Regions from separate parts of the Mus musculus genome. Here region 1 is linked to region 2. The links are chromatin contacts, called in public HiChIP or PLAC-seq maps. All regions are on one chromosome and are shown on one strand. Each heading gives the region's core, a stretch centred on a gene start, on an enhancer-like site or on the middle of the called end of the contact. The rest is flanking DNA. Distances are from core to core; before and after follow the strand shown.

The links. HiChIP or PLAC-seq counts read pairs in DNA pulled down with a chosen protein or histone mark.
Region 1: an H3K27ac HiChIP or PLAC-seq map of T-cell acute lymphoblastic leukemia shows a contact between it and region 2, with 13 times the contacts expected there. The contact joins two enhancer-like sites. A contact is called at or near these places in 2 of 39 promoter capture datasets (embryonic stem cells and pre-B cells), 3 of 15 datasets of contacts at CTCF or cohesin (embryonic stem cells, large pre-B cells and pro-B cells), 59 of 484 Hi-C or Micro-C datasets (B cells, the Ba/F3 cell line, the C10 cell line and 18 more), 6 of 115 datasets of contacts at active chromatin or transcription factors (T-cell acute lymphoblastic leukemia, double positive thymocytes, embryonic basal ganglia and 2 more) and 2 of 9 other capture datasets (embryonic stem cells and embryonic trunk).

Annotation. Positions count from the first base shown.
Region 1 is chr14:25,552,714-25,557,371 of GRCm38.p6, forward strand. All of the region lies in intron 3 of Zmiz1 (zinc finger, MIZ-type containing 1), which reads left to right. Among named protein-coding and RNA genes, the nearest start is that of Mir3075, 21 kb to the left of the region's middle. Within about 2 kb of position 2,213, at least 44 of the 459 cell types and tissues checked have an H3K27ac peak or open chromatin away from gene starts, as enhancers often do. A contact at or near this core is called in T-cell acute lymphoblastic leukemia, where this site is marked.
Region 2 is chr14:24,992,893-24,998,061 of GRCm38.p6, forward strand. No RefSeq gene overlaps it. Among named protein-coding and RNA genes, the nearest start is that of Gm41111, 13 kb to the left of the region's middle. Within about 2 kb of position 1,394, at least 41 of the 459 cell types and tissues checked have an H3K27ac peak or open chromatin away from gene starts, as enhancers often do. A contact at or near this core is called in T-cell acute lymphoblastic leukemia, where this site is marked.

The DNA of each region.
Region 1 (4,658 bases), core at 963-3,462, 560 kb after region 2:
ACTCACCAGGTAGCCTAGCCTACTTGGCAAAGTTTCAGGCCAGCCAGTGCAGTCACACACACACACACACACACACACACACACATCCACACACACACACACATACACACACACACACCACACACCACACACACACACAAACATAGAAAGGGCATCAGACTAATCAGAGAGGCCTACTACACAGCAGGCTAAGGCAGAGCCAAGATTGGGCCATTCCTGCTACCCACTGACACCCTAATGGTCAGTCTCATGGGGACAACTCAGCAATCCAAGATGGTGGGGAAGCCTGTGCCTGACTAGTTTACCTCACCTGAATTGTGCTTGTCCCTCCATTATGTGGGACCTAGTGTGAACTTAGAGAAGATAATGTAGGCTGTGTGAGCAGAGAAGTCTCCCAGTGGTTCATCGCGTACACACTGGGGTGGAGGTACACACCTGTGGGGTGACCCAGCCCCTCTTAAGGACACAGGTAAAATATACATGCCAGTGATAGGGTCTAAGGACACCTAAGAGGCTTGAGGACGTGAGGAACCTGTGACTCAAGAAACATGCCGGAATGGTTCTAAGCACTGGATCTCTCGAGTCAGACAGACCTCTGTGCTCAGATCTGGAACCCAAGTTATGAAAGAGATTCTTAGAGCCTCCACCTGGGGTCATGTTAGAAGAGCTGATGGCCACACCTGGCCCCTTGATGCTGGCAGACTGTTATGTTTGCTCTGGGGATCTTTGCTCTTCTGGCTGTTGGTACTTCAGGCCCAGTTCAACAGCTGAGCAGTCAGGATTGGAGCAGGGCAGCCAGCATGCTTCTAGCAGCCAGGAGGGGCTCTTGGAGCTCTCCCAGACTCCACCACTGGGGAGCCAGCATTTCTGATGGACCACCACTTCCTGAGTGGTGAGCTGGCCTTCTGCGGGCAGCCAGAGGGACCTCATGGAACCAACCCATGGCTCCCCCACAGGCCCAGGGGAGCAGGCAGCTGGTGGGAACCAAGGCTAGGAGGAGACCTGCCTGTTCCTGGGAATTCATGATGTGTCTGCTTGTTGCAAGCATCCCCGATAAGGAAGATTTGTGGGTGAGATTTGCAGTTCTGTTTTCTCTGATGGTTATAAATCAGCGGCACACACATCTTCCGCGCAGCATCCGCTGGAGGCTCACAGGCATGCACAGGAACACACACGAGTCCCATCCCTATTTGATGTTCTCTGGAGCACAAAAAAGACTTCTTAAGGGAGCAGAACACTGTAGAGGAAAAACCTGGAGCTCCTGGCTGCCACCTAACCTGACATACAAGACGGAGACACAAGAACCAAAGACACAAGACAGAGATGGGCAAGATTACTCATGTGTGAACTTTCATTCCATCTTTGCTCTGCAACTTACTAGCTGTGAGCTCTTGGCTATATTTTAAAGCATCCTGCCTCAGTTTCCCTTGTTTCTGAGGTGAGGCTACTTATGGTATTGTTTCATGGCATAGTTGAAAGAATACAATAGGGGCTGGAGAGATGGCTCAGCGGTTAAGAGCACTGACAGGCTCTTCTGAAGGTCCCGAGTTCAAATCCCAGCAACCACAACCATCCATAATGAGATCTGATGCCCTTTTCTGGGGTGTCTGAAGACAGCTACAGTGTACTTACATATAATAATAAATATATACATCTGAAAGAAAGAAAGAAAGAAAGGAAAGAAAGGAAAGAAAGGAAGAAAGAAAGAAAGAAAGAAAGAAAGAAAGAAAGAAAGAAAGAATACAATAAAATACGATGCACAAAATGTTTTAAACGTCCCAGAAAAACACAGTGGGAGCTTGTGGAGGCTTGGTTGTCATCATCAGTTGGTCCTGTCTGAGCCCCCAGCCCTTCCACTATGAGCTGTTAACTACTCCAGTCGCTGGATTGTGACCGTGAAAGATGCAATAAGAGGCCCTTTGGTCGTGGCCACCATTGCAGTGTCTGCTGGAGGTGGGCTCAGGGACTGGGGCGTTGCTTTGAAGCCTCCAGGTGGCTCTGTTCTGTGGCCTGTCTTCCTGGGGGAAGGACAGTGTGCAGAATGTTTAGAGAATAGGAGAAGGCTCAGGGGAGGGGAGACAAGGGAAAAGGGGAGGAACATCTGTCTCCCTCCCACCAGAGGAAGAAACCACTAGCCACATTGTCTCTCCTGTCCCATTTCTCCTCTCCTTTCCCGTGAGAATAGGCCTTGGAGAGGGGCAGGTGTGAGTCACGGCTGTGCCATGCACTTACTGGGTGGCCTTGGGCAGGTCATATAATCCCTCCTCTCCCTCCAGTGAGGGATAATTGTGCCTGCCTTGCCGGGCAGCTGGAGAGCGTGTTAAATGAGATAATGCATGTCAAGCACTTAGCCCAGTGCCCGGTGGCGGCCTCGGGATAAGTGCTCTGCAAATACCATCAGGGCTCCTCTCCTGCCTCCAGCACCTGATGCACGGATGGCATCCTCTCAGGCCAGACCTTGGGATAGTTGTCTCTGGGAAAACGAGGTTTAAATCTGAAACATTTCGGAGCAACTGTATAGCCAAGCATGGCTAGAGATCAGAACTCAAGCGTACCGTGCCCGAAGCCCAGCCCCCAACAGCCCCTGCCGGCTCCCACTCCTGCACCTTTACTGCCTCCTGGGGTCCACAGGTGCTGTCAACATGGGCATGCTGCCAAGCTGCTCCTGGCATTTTTACCTGCTCAGCCATAAAGCCTGGAAAGCTATGAATCTAGGGATGAGTAGCCGCATGCACAGCGCCTGGGTGGGGGAGAGATGGGGAGCTGCGGCTATAATTTTTTGCAGACCTGGCACTTTTACACCGCTCTATCCCAGCTCACTGCTGGGGCAAGCAGGACAGTGGAGCCTTGGCCTCACATAATTGTTGGGAGCATCCCAGGCCAAGCCTGGTCTCCCTGTCAGAACTTCGGAGGCTGGACTTTTCTGTTGCCAGGGAAACCAGTATTCCCTGGAAAGGAAATCAACACCGGCACTTTGGCTGTTAAGATGCATCCCCTCCCTACACTCCCCCCGAAATGAGTTCCCTCCAAAACCGATTGCCCCTGAAAGCATCCAGGCGGCAGCAGCCCGCCTCCTCCCTGAGCTCCCGAGATGCCAGAAAATGAGATCTGCCCCGACCTTGCATTTCCCACCTCTCTTTAAAACATTCCATTGTAGTGCAAGGACGCGTTTTGTTTTTTCTTATTTATCTTCCTCTCATGCCATCTGGGGTTCTGAGTCTTTCTCTGCTCTTGTTGACTGGAGCCAGAAGGGAAAGGCCTTCCACCTCTTTCTCCCCTTCAGCTGTCAGCAAAAATAAACAAGCAGCTTTATATTTGGAAAACAGAGGGTCTTGGCCACCAGATTGCTATGTCCGGGGCAGGTCACAGCCTTGGTTGTCCCCCCTCCCACAACTGGAGTTTGAAATCTGACCCGAAGATTTGCAGAGCCACAGGGAGAGGGGGGAGACTGTGTTTTCTCACATAGACTTTTAAAAGCTGTTGGAGGGTCGCTATGATGCTCCAGGGACTGGCGGCACTGGGTCCGGGAAGAGCAGGTTATAAGAAAGAATAGCCAGAGTCAGTTCCAAAGCTGTAAAGCTGCGAGCAGGGGCTCCTCATTCTTGTCTACCCTGTACTCTAGCTACCCAGGTCACGGTTGGACCTGGGCCTGTGAGGTCATCTTTTGTTATTGTTGTTTTTCTAGACAGGTTTTCTGAGTAGTCTTGGCCATCCTTGTAGGCCAGGATGGCCTCAAACTCACAGAGATCCACCTGCCTGCCTCTGCCTCTGCCTCTCTGCCTCTGCCTCTGCCTCTGCCCCTCTGCCCCTCCTCTGCCCCTCTGCCCCTCTGCCCCTCTGCCCCTCTGCCCCTCTGCTCCTCTGCCCCTCCTCTGCCCCTCTGCCCCTCTGCCCCTCTGCTCCTCTGCCCCTCCTCTGCCCCTCCTCTGCCCCTCCTCTGCCTCTCCTCTGCCCCTCCTCTGCCCCTCCTCTGCCCCTCTGCCCCTCCTCTGCCCCTCTGCCCCTCTGCCCCTCCTCTGCCCCTCCTCTGCCCCTCTGCCCCTCCTCTGCCCCTCTGCCTCTGCCGCCTCTGCCTCCGAGTGCTGGAGTAAAGGCATTTGCCACCACACCTGGCTCTAAAGAGAATCTTGCTGCCTGACCCATTGTTCTCCTTGTGCACTGATGGGGGGGGGAGGGGGCGGGGGACTAAACAAAGCCAGGAAAGAGAACCAGACTAGCTAGAGGGTTGTTAGAGACATTTTAGGGTTCAGTAGAAGAGGGTGAAAATACTAAGAGCCCTTGTCCAAACAGCAGCCAGACCCCTTACAACCTGGGTCTCCCCACCCCAAGTTCTGCTGAGACTTGATGCTCCGTCCTTAACCTGTGCCATGACCTGAGCTCCCAGGACCACTTTGTTTTGGTGATCTGAGAAGTTAATTTGTCACCTACAAGCGACTCCCTGCTCTATAAGTAATTTTAAACAAATCCTTTCCTGTCCCTGAACTTCCGCAGCAAGCAAACATGCCCCAGCTGGGTTTTCCTCTGTCAGGAGCTGACTCGTAGACAGCACTCGCTCCAGGAAGTGTGTCCATCAGTCAGGCAGCAAGGGCCCACGCTCCAGCCACGGGAACCACTGAGCGGGGTACAGGCTCACAGCAGGAGACCCCAAGGAAGTGTCT
Region 2 (5,169 bases), core at 144-2,643:
GCCCCTGGTCTCCTGCTCTGCTCCCCCACTCCCACATCCAGCTCTTTCATTTTGTACTGCTGCCAGATTCAAGCATTCATCGCCGGTGAAATGATCGATGCTGTCTTTCACCTCGTCTCTGTCTTGAATGCCCTTCCTTTCCTAAATAACATCTATTCCTGCTTTTGAATTAATCTTCGCGCTCCCGTCCGTCAGCTAGGAAGCCTTCCATTAAGCACTCCAGATTTGAATTATATTCTCCTTCCTCTGCTCCCACAGCAGTGGAGACAGGGGTGCTGCACCTTGAACAGTGGTGGCTTCCCGGATATTCTAGGCAGAGACCCCCTTTGCTACCCACTGCGACCCTTTGCTTCTGTGTTTGGGAAGGTGGCTTATCAAGCTACCTACTTGGGAGGATGCCATCAGAGGGAGCAGAGACCTGCCCACCACTTCTCAGGGAAACCCAGGGTACCCCCTTGTCTATCACTACCAATGTCTTTATGCCTGCCATTCTTGCTGTCATATAGCAGTGATCTAGTCACAATAACCAAGGTGGCCTGATAACCAGGGATGTCCAGCGCAGGAATGTTGAATTAAACAATACATGTTTGGCTAATGCCCTTTGCTGCTCACTATATCAGGGTCTTGACTGCATGCTCATAGGATGGGAGATAATGGAGACTAACAAGGACTTTGGACATATGCTCTGGAATCCTAACACAAATCTCAGGCTCAAATGTAGCTTTCTACAGCACCCTTAGTGTTGAGCAGAGGCAATATTCTGTATGGACTGCTGCAAGGGAACATCAGAGAACATGGAGGACCATCCGTGGCTGTTAGAGGCAGGGGGTGGGGCGGGACTGTAGAATGAGATTCGGGAAAGCATCAACTCTGAAACCACTGGGATCTTAAAGGCAGTTGTAGTGTGAACTCCAGAGCTCTCTGTCGCCATGCTCCCTTGCTGGGATCTGCAACCGTGTTCCCAGGCATTGAACATTTAGCTGCTGGGCAGGGAGGGAGGTGGGGGTGGAAGAGTGGGAACAGCCAACAACTCCTGGGGACAACTGCCTCCTCCAAGCCTTTTCTGCCAGGATCTGAGGAAGCCTGTTTACACGGGTCCCCCCTGTGGTCTCTGCTGCTTAATATGCCTTTTGAAAATGACGCTCGGTGGGATGTGTGCACATTTGTAATTACAAAGGCCCGGCTGTTTTTTTTTTTTTTTTTTTGACAATCTGTGCCTACTAATTTCTCAGCGGCAGGGAAGGGAAGCAGGAAATGTCCCCAGCCCTGCTTCAGGAACGGGCAGGCTCCTGAGCGGTGTGGTGAAGGACTTCTATTTACAAAGTCTGTTCATTCCAGACCAACTCTGCTCCGCCCAGGGAGGATCTGAGCTGCACTGGGAGGGGATGAGCTGTCCAGGGTGGCATGGGGGCATGAGAAGGTCGTGTGAAGCTTCGTCCTGTTTACGCTGCTCTTGTGGAAGTCCTGGTGTCCCTCCATATCAACCCTGGCAGGAACTGGGAGGATAAAGCAAGGCATTCCCAGAGTGGGAACCTCAAGTGGCTCGTCATCTCATCTCGAGGGGAGACAAGGGTGAAGCCCACAGGCAGAGACAGCCTTCCCAGTAACTGAGACACCGACCTGGGCTCGCAGGAGAGGGATGGAGCCTCGGGTGGAAAGAGGAGGGCCTGCGGAGACCACAGCCAAGTCTTTGAAACTGAGCTGTGGTTGAAGCCAGGTCAACACACTCACAGGCCTCCCGCATGCTATCGATGTCTGGGTGGAACCCCACCTGAAAGCCTGCTGAAACGCAGGGTCCAGCTCTGCCTTTGCAGAACAGTGGCTCTTTGAATCAAGGTGTCCGAGAATTAAGTTTCCCCAGTGTTCCCAGGGCTCAGACTTAAAGTTGAGGCGGGCATGGGGGTGTGGGGTGGGAGGGGGGGGTGCAGAACTTGATGGAGTTGCTGATAGGTCTCTCCTGGCTAAAAGTGATGACATTGGCAAGAAACTGATCTTTCTGGGGAGCAGAAACTCAAGAGCCCTCAAGTGCAGAACACAAGGCCAGCTGTGTGACCTGCCACACAGGCCTGGCTTTGATACCTAAGGAGGTAGTGGCAGGGACCACCTGGTATTGGGTATCAGTCTCAGACCCCGAAGGAGCAGAGCACTAGAAGACGCCTCTGATCTTGTCTCCTCCTTCTTTGTATAGAATCAGAACACATTCAGGCCAGAAGCAGAAAGCGTGTAATCACTTTCCTTCCTCTGTGTCCCAGACAGACAAATTGAGATCCAGATCTGTGGCCTCAAGGGACTTGTCCTTAGGCAGCAGTGCACAGATATGGGACTCAGAACCGGTGCTCCGGGTCTCCCATGCACTGCTAGCTGCGACTGGAGAAAGAAACAAAAGTCACAGCCCGAAGAAGGCCTTTGTCACCGCAAGGCAGACCGGAGTCACAGCACACCTCCATCTGGTCGTCTTCTCACTCATTTTGGGAGCCTGCTGTGCGCTGTTCCCCCACTGTAAGCTGATGCCCACACCACAGTGTCTGGCCAAAGCAGATCTCAGCTGTTGGTTGTGCTTATTTAAAGGCTAAGTCAGTCTGTGCAAAGCAGACCCTGCTGGGCTTGGCTTCCTTCACTGTCAGACCATGTGCTCCCAGGCTAGTCCACACCTGCCAGACTGGGAAAGACAGAGGTCATTTAATGAGAGTGTTACCTTTACATAGATAGAATGCCAAGGACAGCAGTGTGGGTGTGACAGGGCTGGCACAGGAATGAAAGGGGCTCTCTTGAAGCATTTCACTATTTGAGTCCATCCAAATACTAGAATATACACCTTATACGGGATGGCTGATAAACATCAGAAATGTGTTTTTCATGGAACAGAAAACTGGAAGTCTGAGGTCAGAAAACCAATATCTCTGGCTTCTGGTGAGGGCTGTCTTCTGTATGCAGGCAGCTGAGTAACATTTCCTCACAAAGAGAAAGAAGTGGGGAAAAGAGTGAGGACCAGGAAAACAGCTCAGTTGACAAAGATAGCTCACAAGACCCCATTTGATCCCCAGAACCCACACAACTAGAACTGGGTGGCAGTGCATTCTTAAAATCCTGTTGCCCAAGAAGCAAGATAGGTGGATCCTCGGGGCTTGCTCAACATCCAACGTTCTCTCAGCAAGCAAGGTCAGTGAGAGAACCTGTCTCAAAAGAAAAGTGGACAGTACCTGAGGGTGTCCTCTGGCCTCTACATGTGTGTGCATATGTCCTGCGTGCACATGGACATGCACACACATGAAAGAGTGAGAGAGCTCTGCGGGGGGGGGGGGGGGGTCCTTTCACTTGAGTAAAATGATAACCAGACTAGAATCAAGTACTAGATCCAAGAACCTAGCACAGAGGCAATGAGAGAGCCTGCCCTTTAGTCCCTCAGTCAGGTGTCCACACAGCCTTACTGAAGGCTCATTGCCCCTGTTAGGATGTTCACTGCTGGGGAATCGGATCAGAGATTGACTTGGACAAATGATATATGGAAACCTCCATTTTCTTCTGTGTGTTTGGCCATTTGCCATCTGGAGCAAGCAGCCCCAGACACCACCAGCATTGTGTTCCTGTCATTCCCAATTCCAAATGCACAGGACTACTTTTAAGCTCTGGGATCCCAGAGCACCCCAATGCTATAGACACGTGAGGGTGCAGAATGGCCACATCATCAAATCTCCCTGTTTGGTTGTGAGGACTCCTTAGCCCCAGAGGAGACAAGGACCAGATGTACAAGCTGCGTTCATTGGCTTCTCCGTCCCAGGAAACTCAAAGGAAGGGTGCGGAGAGAAGTTGCTGGTTATAACAGGCCCAGCCTGTAGGTCACACAACTTTGTAGGGACTTGAGTAACAGTTGTTGTAGGTTATTTGTTTGCTAGGGTAAATAGACAGTATCGTTTAAATTTTAAATATCCCCCAGAGACCCATGCATTAAAGTCTTGGTCCTTAACACAATTGGGAGATAGTAGAACCTTTAAAATAAGGGTCAAATGAGAGGTCTTTAAATCTTCCGGAGTTTTCCCATGAGGTAATAGTTGTACCCTGGTCTCTTCTTCCTCTTGCTTTGCTTCCCAGCCATGAGGTAAGCTCTGCTCTGCCAGAGCGTCTACCACAGAGAGCTGCCTCACCCCAGTCTCAAAAGCAACAGAGCCAACCACAGGCCAGGGTCTCTAAAGCAGTGTGCCAAAATGTGCCTTTGCTCTCTGCAAGGTAATTGTCTCCACAGTTTTGTTAAATGGGTAGATAGAAAGCTGACCAGTACACTGGCAACTGGCATAGTTTGCAGAGAGTGAGGACTGGACGGCTCAGTGAAGCTTCCCTGAGCTTCTCTACAAAGCCTTATTTTATCAAAGTGAACTGCACTGGCTCATTGAACTATGAGAAATCTCAGTGTAAGAAGGGCATTCATTTAGGTTTCCGTAGGAGCTGAAGGCTGTGGCTTCTGTGAGCCTTTTTTTCCTCAGCTCAACTCACTCTGATTTCACAAGGATACTGCTTCATGGATAGCTGGAGCCAGTGGACAACTGTCCGTAACAGTGGAGAGCACACTTAAGCATCCACCGACATCTCCTCTGGAGTTAAAGGTGGCCTTTGGAGGAGGAAGGGCCTTGACACTCCGTTGTACTTGCAAGACGGTAACCAACACTAGGCTTATGACATATGGAGAGCTTCAACTGCACACAGACTCGTGAGTCAGAATCTGTCATTTCCAAGCTCCCTGGTAATTGTGAATCAAATATGAAGTTTAAGCCTCTCAGACTGGAAGTAGTGGAGAAAAGCCTACTGCAGAATCGTGAGACACTGGTAGGCCACCCCACTCCTGGACAAACTCTCCATGCGTGGCCTTGGAGAGAGCATGGCATGCTATGAACAGCTTTCTCGTCTGCAAACAAGGGGGCTGGACTGGCTGCTCTTTATTCTCAACCTCGCAGGCATCTCTCCTATGAGATGGGAAGGGGGGGTCTCCTCGGCTAAAGATCAGAGAGATTCTTGCTGTGTAAAACACTCCCTAATCAGCCTTATGTCAGGTCCCCGCCCCCCGACTAACCACAGTGACAAGTCCCAGGAGTGTACCTTGTCAGGCTGTGAATAAAGTTCAGGCAGCTTGGATAATTACCCTGACACCGCCTAGAGTTAGCTTCCCAGCAGCTCGGG